2 separate regions of the Zea mays genome follow, and region 2 is linked to region 1. A link is a contact called in public Hi-C data. All regions are on one chromosome and are shown on one strand. Each heading gives the region's core, a stretch centred on a gene start, on an enhancer-like site or on the middle of the called end of the contact. The rest is flanking DNA. Distances are from core to core; before and after follow the strand shown. Region 1 has its middle 23 kb from the start of LOC100280385. Region 2 holds the start of LOC100280867.

The links. A called contact is a pair of places that touch in the nucleus more often than the background predicts.
Region 2: a Hi-C map of tassel shows a contact between it and region 1, with 3 times the contacts expected there. The contact joins the promoter of LOC100280867 here to the enhancer-like site in region 1. A contact is called at or near these places in 2 of 25 Hi-C or Micro-C datasets (ear and tassel).

The regions. Positions count from the first base shown.
Region 1 is chr4:183,109,073-183,112,798 of Zm-B73-REFERENCE-NAM-5.0, forward strand. No RefSeq gene overlaps it. Among protein-coding and RNA genes, the nearest start is that of LOC100280385, 23 kb to the right of the region's middle. Within about 2 kb of position 1,784, at least 18 of the 20 cell types and tissues checked have an H3K27ac peak or open chromatin away from gene starts, as enhancers often do. A contact at or near this core is called in ear and tassel, where this site is marked.
Region 2 is chr4:183,220,599-183,224,324 of Zm-B73-REFERENCE-NAM-5.0, forward strand. It overlaps LOC100280867, which reads right to left and starts at 1,798. Exons shown (of 1, transcript NM_001153787.1): 1 at 978-1,798. The coding sequence starts at 1,615. The coding sequence ends at 1,262.

The DNA.
Region 1 (3,726 bases), core at 534-3,033:
TGCGCACATAGGCTGTCGGACGTTGGTCGGCCGGGAGCCGGAGCTCCCGGGACCGGGAGGCGTCCCAAAGAGACACTAAATTATACGTTAGGACATGTTTGGCCAGGCCTAAGTCCTAACGGCTACGTTAGGACATCTAACGCCACGGCAGTCAACCGTCCTCATCAATCAACAAAAAGCATCTTGTGCTGTGAATGAAATTTGGTGGACTTGGGTCAACGATTCCCATATACGCTTCCTTCGGCTCTCATCCTTTTGTTTTTGTTTATCTTAGTATTTAACAATCCATAACTTTTTATTATACTTAGGCCCTGTTTGTTTGCTTTTAAGATTATATAATCCAACTTAAATAAGTTAAGGAGCAAACAAACAATACAAATTATTAGAGGGATTATATAACCTAAATACCTAAATTACGATAATTCAAAGTAGGTCATTAGGTGCTTATATAATTTATAAGCTGTATTATATCATCCTACAAAGCAAACAACCTTAGGGGGTGTTTGAATGTACTAGAACTAATAGTTAGTTGGCTAAAAATTGATAATGAAATTAGCTAGTTAATAAATGTCTAACTATTAACTAATTTAACAAAAATAGCTAATAGCTCAACTATTAGCTAAGGTGTTTGGATGTCTCAACTAATTTTAGCCACTAACTGTTATCTTAGTGCATTTAAACACTCCTTTACTCTCACAAGTCACAACTATGAGCATGTAGTGGAGTAACTGCACGCCTAGGTCTTAACTCAGAGTCCATGCAATTTTATTTCCTTATCTTGAGGATTCGTATTTGCTTTTTCTGCACAACATTGAGGTGCTTGTCATGACGCTGCTTACGTCAGCAAGAGCTATTACTTATCAGGGTGTGTTTGGTTGTGTTGTGGCTTTGATAAAAGTTGTTGTGAGCTGTGAGGTGTGGAAAAAACTGTCGTGGTCTGTGAGCTGTTAAAAAGCTAAAAACCGTTTGGTGGAAACCACTAAAATCCGTTAAAAGTTCTTCGATATACGTTTTCACAGTTCCATCCGAAAGCCACTAAAAGCAGGTCCAGTAGTGCTTTCAGTTTTGCACTACGAGAAAGTCGGTTTTTAGAAGAAGAAAAAACTGCTTTTTGAATCTAGCCCTTTGATTTAGACTTTGACTTTTACGGAGAAAACCAAACTCAAAAGCCAAACCAAACATACCCCTGAAGCACGCACAAACTTATATGACTCGTGTTTCGGCAAACCTTGGTGTTAAACATCATAAACAACAATATTAAGAGTAAAGTATTTTCTATAACGGTCATCTATATAACTTGTTTGTAGGTTCACCCATACAATAGCTATATATCTAATGCACAAGTTGCTGGCACATAAAAATTCTCCGAAGTATTTTGTATCACGGATCTTGTTTTATTGACCCCATCGTAGGAAATACAATACGATGAACGAAGTTGATAATGAACCCTATATAAGAAAATCTATCACATTTAAAAAAAAGGAATCGGATGCTCAAGTCAAAAGGACATGTATTAATTAGTCTTTCTAGGCTAGGACACGCTGGACCAGCTACGCAGACACCTCACGCAAGCTTAAATTAACCCATGTGGCTATGTGCTGACTACCAACCCAAAGCAAAGCCCAATTTTTAATTAGATGCCACGGCCTGATGCTGTCAGATCGCGCCCTAGCTTTTGCGGAAGCAGTGAAAGAGAAACAGGGGGCCCTAATCCAGTGTCCTGAACGACCTATCTGGATCGTAGTGAAATTTGGTTCATAAAGAAAACGAGCCCGTGGGCCTCCAGTTCACATCTTCATCCTTTCAGTCCAGAGTTTCTTTCCCATCCCATTCCATTCCCATCTCTAGCTCTGAGTTGCCACGTGTCGCTGCTCCGAAGTGTGAAGTGCCGAACATCCGGAGACAAACCACCAGAGTCCAGAGCTCCTCGTCGACCATGGAATGAATCACTGAAGCACGTCTAGAGAGGCATAGATCCCGTCCAATTGTCTCCTGTCTCTGCGTACGTTGCCGCAGGAAGATAAACAAGAAATAAGTCTTCTCTCGTTATCGACGTAAGATCTTAGACCTCAAATTCAGAAATCTGTAATAACATTATAGAACATGTTATCAACACTTCTCTACCTCAATATTGTTATGAATCTAATCTATACCAACCCTCCACTAAGTCGGCAAGTCACCGTCCTTACCGAACCATTCTATGCTAAAGGGTTTATCTCCGCATGCATACTTAATCAATTCTAAACTCATATGTTCAATCTAAATTAAAGTCTTGCGATCAGATGTATGATATAAATTGAATTTTTACGGTCAGATGTATGTTGTATATTGAATCCTTACAGTCAGATTGATTTGCAATTGCATGCCACCGCCGCAAGCCGCGTCGGCGCGCCCGTTACTACTGCGTGTTGCCACTCCATCGCCAGTCGCGCTCGTGCGCCGCCACCAGTCGTCACCCGTCGTACCTAGGCCTGGGCATAAAACCCGAGCCCGAAGCCCTATACCCGAAATACCCGAACCCATACCCGTTTAGCCCGAAGCCCGTTACCCAAATAGCTCCAGCGGGTAATGAAACTGGATACCCGAACTAAGTTCGGGCCTAATCGGGTACTAACCCGCGGTACCCGAAGTACCCATTCTACCCGATATCCATTCTACTAGAAGGCCGCCAGGCGCCAGGCCGAGCGCAAGCTCCACAGCCCACGGCCCAGTTGGCAGCCTACTACGAAATCGAAACCTCCCAATCCAGCCAACCCTAACTCCTGAGTCCTGTCTTCCTTGTCCGGCTGTCCTGAGTCCCTGGCGCGGCACCAGCGGCGGCTGTTCCAGCGGCGGCTGTTCCAGCGGCGGCTGTTCCTGGCGCGGCACCAGCGGCGGCTGCGGCACGCCCCCCATTGGCCATCGCCTAGGCTACAACTGCAACCTGTCCAGCCGGTCGCACGCCAGCCACCAGCGCTCAACGCGACGCTAGCGTCCAGGCGCCGCGGCCTCACCAAGGCGCCGTCCAGGCCAACGTCCAGGCGCCCGCCACGCACATGCATTGCCCGAGTGGACCAACAGGCAACAACCAAGTGTGATTTGAGTTTGTGATTTGAGTTTGTGATTTTGTCAAAGGCAATAACGGGTACCCGAATTTTACACAAACCCAAACCCGAATTTGTGGGTACCCGAAATTGCGGGTACCCGAAATTTCGGGTACGAGTACGGGTTCAACTGTTGAAAACCCGAAATTTAAAAAACCCGAAAAGCCCGACCCGAATTTTCGGGTAAACCCGAACGCCCAGTCCTAGTCGTACCCACTATGCTCACACACCGTCATCACTATTCGCACCTGCGTGTGCTGCCACGTCACCACCGGCCGCGCTCGCCCACCCTCACTAGATGTGCCTGTCGCGTGCGTCTTTTGGGCGCGCCTATCTACCATGCTAAGATGCGTTATCGATGGGCTACCACTGCTAGACCACCCGTCAGCCACGCATGGCATGTCTCGGCCACAAATGTTTTCACTAGCTTATGAAATTCATCGTTTAGAGGTGTTTTCTTTTTTGAGTATAATTAATTTTTTCTCTGGTATAATTGTGGTGCTTAAATAGTATTCCTTTTGAATTTTTTTAACAATTTTCTAGTGCACATTTAAATTCTATGCATGCTCTATATTATTGTTTGTTCTATGATTTGTCTATTAAAAACAATAAATAGAATGAAGTGTACTTAAAATCAATTGTT
Region 2 (3,726 bases), core at 548-3,047, 110 kb after region 1:
GAGACATGCCGGGTCCCCCGGGTGGGTCCCAGCCCTCCCCCCCCCCCCCCCCCCCCCCCGAGAGAGGTCCGGGCCTCAGCAAGGTCCCGGTACGGGGAGGACCCCGACACAGGCAAGGGTCCGGTGCTGACACGTGCCCAGACCTTGCCCTGCGCTCCCCGCTCAGGCGAAAACCCGCCGCGGCCGCGTGGCTTGTGGCCCGTGACATAAGCCAACGGGTCGAGCCTGACGTAAGGCCCATACAGCTGTGCAGTCTTTGCATTTATTGCGGAGAGGACGCGCCGCCTGCCACTACGCTGACGGGTGATGCGCCCTCGCAGCATTTAATGCGTCTTGTCCAATCTGTCGGCAGATGGCGTCAGGGTCACCCAGCAGACGGCGCGCCTGACCAGTCTGTTGGTGAACAGTGCACTCATGTCAAGCGGCGCACAGTATTCATCATCCCTTCTACAAGAAGTTTCCCTTGCACGCCGAGGATACGGAGATCTCGGGCGTCAGGGCACAAGAAGATTGCCCCAGCAACAAACATTTATGGCTTCAAGCGCTATATTCTTTATGTCTCTGGGCCCACATGTCGGGGCTCAGTACCTTTGTGCATGCCGCCCTTCAACTATAAAAGGGGAGTCATGCAACGTTATACACAGGCTCAATCTTTCAGGCTCACTCAGACACTCACAAGTTCATACAAGCTCTCAAGCAATACATCACACATTGGAGTAGGGTGTTACGCTCCGGCGGCCCGAACCACTCTAATTCCTTGTGTGCTCTAGTGTTTCTTCCCAATTTTCCAACTAACAAGCAAAACGCTTAAGCCCCTCCTCATCTTAGGATTTAGGGCGGGTGCACTCCGCCACCCGGCCGGAGATTTGCTCTCCGACAGCTGTCTTTCTAGAACCTGCAGGTAGCTGCTGGATTTCCAAGTGGCCAGGACTGATGATGAACTGCAACTGTATGCATTGAGTGTTAACTCAGCTACGGTAGTAATCATACGCTGATCCATCTGTTAATTCTTTAGTACACAGCACATGCGCCTGCACAACCAAACGCAGAAAAAGAGAAGACCAAACAGCCAAAACTGGAGATCAAAGAGGAAGCACCCACCCCCATGCATGCACGGCCGGGCTAACTAATCTCTACACTACATACCAGTACACCACCACCAGACATGGGAAACTTCTTCGCGGTCGCCGCGCGCGCGCGTAGGAAAGCCGAGTTCGACGAGCCGATCATGCAGGTCGGCCAGCCGGCCGGCCGTGATCGATCACGAGGTGACCTTGGCGCGGGTGCACGGGGAGAGGGTAGAGTAGTGTCCGCCTTCGTGCACGCGGTGCGAGGACGCGGGCGCTGGCGCCGCGTGCGGCGGCGTCTCCCGCTCGACCAGCGCGCGCAGGCGGAGGAACTCGTCGGCGGAGCAGGGCAGGCGCAGCGGGCCCGCGGAGTAGTCGTAGCCGTAGGCGTCGCGCGCGGCCTCCAGCAGGCGGCGGAACAGCGGGTGGTACAGGTGCGCGATGGGGATGACGAACCGCTGGGAGCCGCCGTCGCCCTCCGCCGCCCCGACGCGCACCGCCAGCCACCCTCTCTTCACCTTCCCCTTCTTCTCCTCGGCGTGCAGCATGGCTAGTCCCACGACGACCTGTCCTTGCTGGCTCCGATCTCGCAACCGGCGGAAACAACGATCGACACTCCGGCCGGCCCGGCTTCTTGGATTCCTCGGCTCGCAGTCGCAGGCCGCGCGCGACCGGTGCAGTGCAGGCCCAAGCACAGCGTTCGCACTAGAGCGCCCGGTGTGGTGCGAGGTGTTTCGTGGCACTCGTGGTGGTTAATTTTTATAGGGAGCCGGCCGACCGAGGGACCCGCCGCTAGTTAAGTGCGGTAATGCCTGGCTAGCTAGTGGCCGGGGGTGCGAGTGCACGTACCAGTACGTCCTTTGTGTTGCAACGGAAAGGAAAGCCGGTGTTCCTTGCCCCTCTTTCAGGCCTCATCTCCGGCTGGGTGAGAGAGATCGCACTAAAACCTTCGTTTCATCCGCTGCATCTGAACTGACGGCCGGGCGGGGTCACCACAGTGCCGTGCGGTCGCGTCGGGCTAGCGTGTCGTGCGCGCGAGCCAGTCTTGGTGGTGGTGGTACCGGTGGTGGTGGTGTGGCCGCGACGCCGTGACGGTGAGGACGAAGGAAAGGTAGCCTTATCGATGCCCTGCTACGGTGTGGCATTTGCCATTTGCTCGTCGGACGGACATGGACGGGCGAGGATGGGTGGCTGTGGATGGATGGATCGGAGCCGGAGAGGACATGGCGCGCGCCGTGCAGGCCCGGGGGTCGTCGTCCTCCTGTGGACCGTGGGCCACGCGGGCGGAGAGTGGGGGTTGTGGTGGGATCGAGATCCCGGCGAGTGGGGGAACGCTGGCTGGCTGGCGAGCCGCGTCGTCAGTTGACCTGCTGCGCGCGATCGATGAATGATGGCTGCTGGTGCTTGCCCGCACGATGGCTGGAGATTGCATGTATTATTGCATTGACCTCCCAATCGAATCGAGTGGGCTCGACCGGCATTATAGATGATCATTTGGCATTAATACGATGGGTCAGGTCACATGACACGAAAAAGCACGATCCAGACACGACCGGACCTAGCTAGCATAGTATTAGTGCCTCGCACGACACGACTATTGTGCCGTGTCCGGGCTGGCATTTCGACCCGTAGTGTTGGCATGGGCACGACACGGTTATATTTTTATTTTAAAATTAATAGTTTAAATATATTAAGTATAATAATTCAACATATAACACGATAAAATTATAGCCGTATGGTTAGGTGGGTGTGTTTAAGTCTCTCATGCACGTGGGTGCATGTTCGAGCCCCTTAGCTACATATTTTTGCTAAATTATACAATATACTCAGATGGGTCAGCGTGCTACCGGGCCGGCCCGACACGACTACCAGGCCGACGGGCCGTGCCTGAGCCACTACAGCGGCACGTGAGCCCGTCCGGTACGATCCGATTCACTAGCCGAGCCTCGTGGGTCGTGCCTAAAACGGGTCATGCCCACCACGGGCCGTGCTGGGTCGGGCCGGGCCGACCCGTTTAGTCATATATAGCCGGCATATGATGAAGGTTTCGTTTGGTTTGAAAAGGGACTAAAGATTATTTCTTCTATTTTAGTCTTATTTACTCTTTAAATTATCAAACAGTGTAACTAAAAAACGTACTAAATTTTAGTCTCCTAACTAAACTTTAGTTCCTGAACTAAAGTAACCAAAGCAAACTAAACGGACCCTAATCCTTGGATTTGGTTCCTTTTTTCCGACCGATCAACGAGGTTGGTGTCCGCTAGCTTCTAGTTGTTTCTCGCCAACGAATGTGTGTGTACTGTGTACTCCAACATCACTACATGCATGAATACTTGTATGCTGATGGTTGCTGATCCGCAGATATTTTCGGTCGATGTAGACCGCAACGGTGATGGATGCATTCAATTCCAACCTCCCTCGCCCCCCCCCCCCCCCCCCCCCCCCCGGATAATATATGTCTTTTGGGTTCCTGATTAGCCGGTCTTAGAGATCATCAAGCGAGACGAATAACACGCCACGAATACGTACATATCGATCATTCGCAGTCTTCCACTTTGGATACAACACGTAACTCGCTAGGTTTGAAGAAAAGGTACAGGTGCCTATATATATCTAACGGCTGCCCATCGATCTCACGGACAATGTCAATGTCATCATC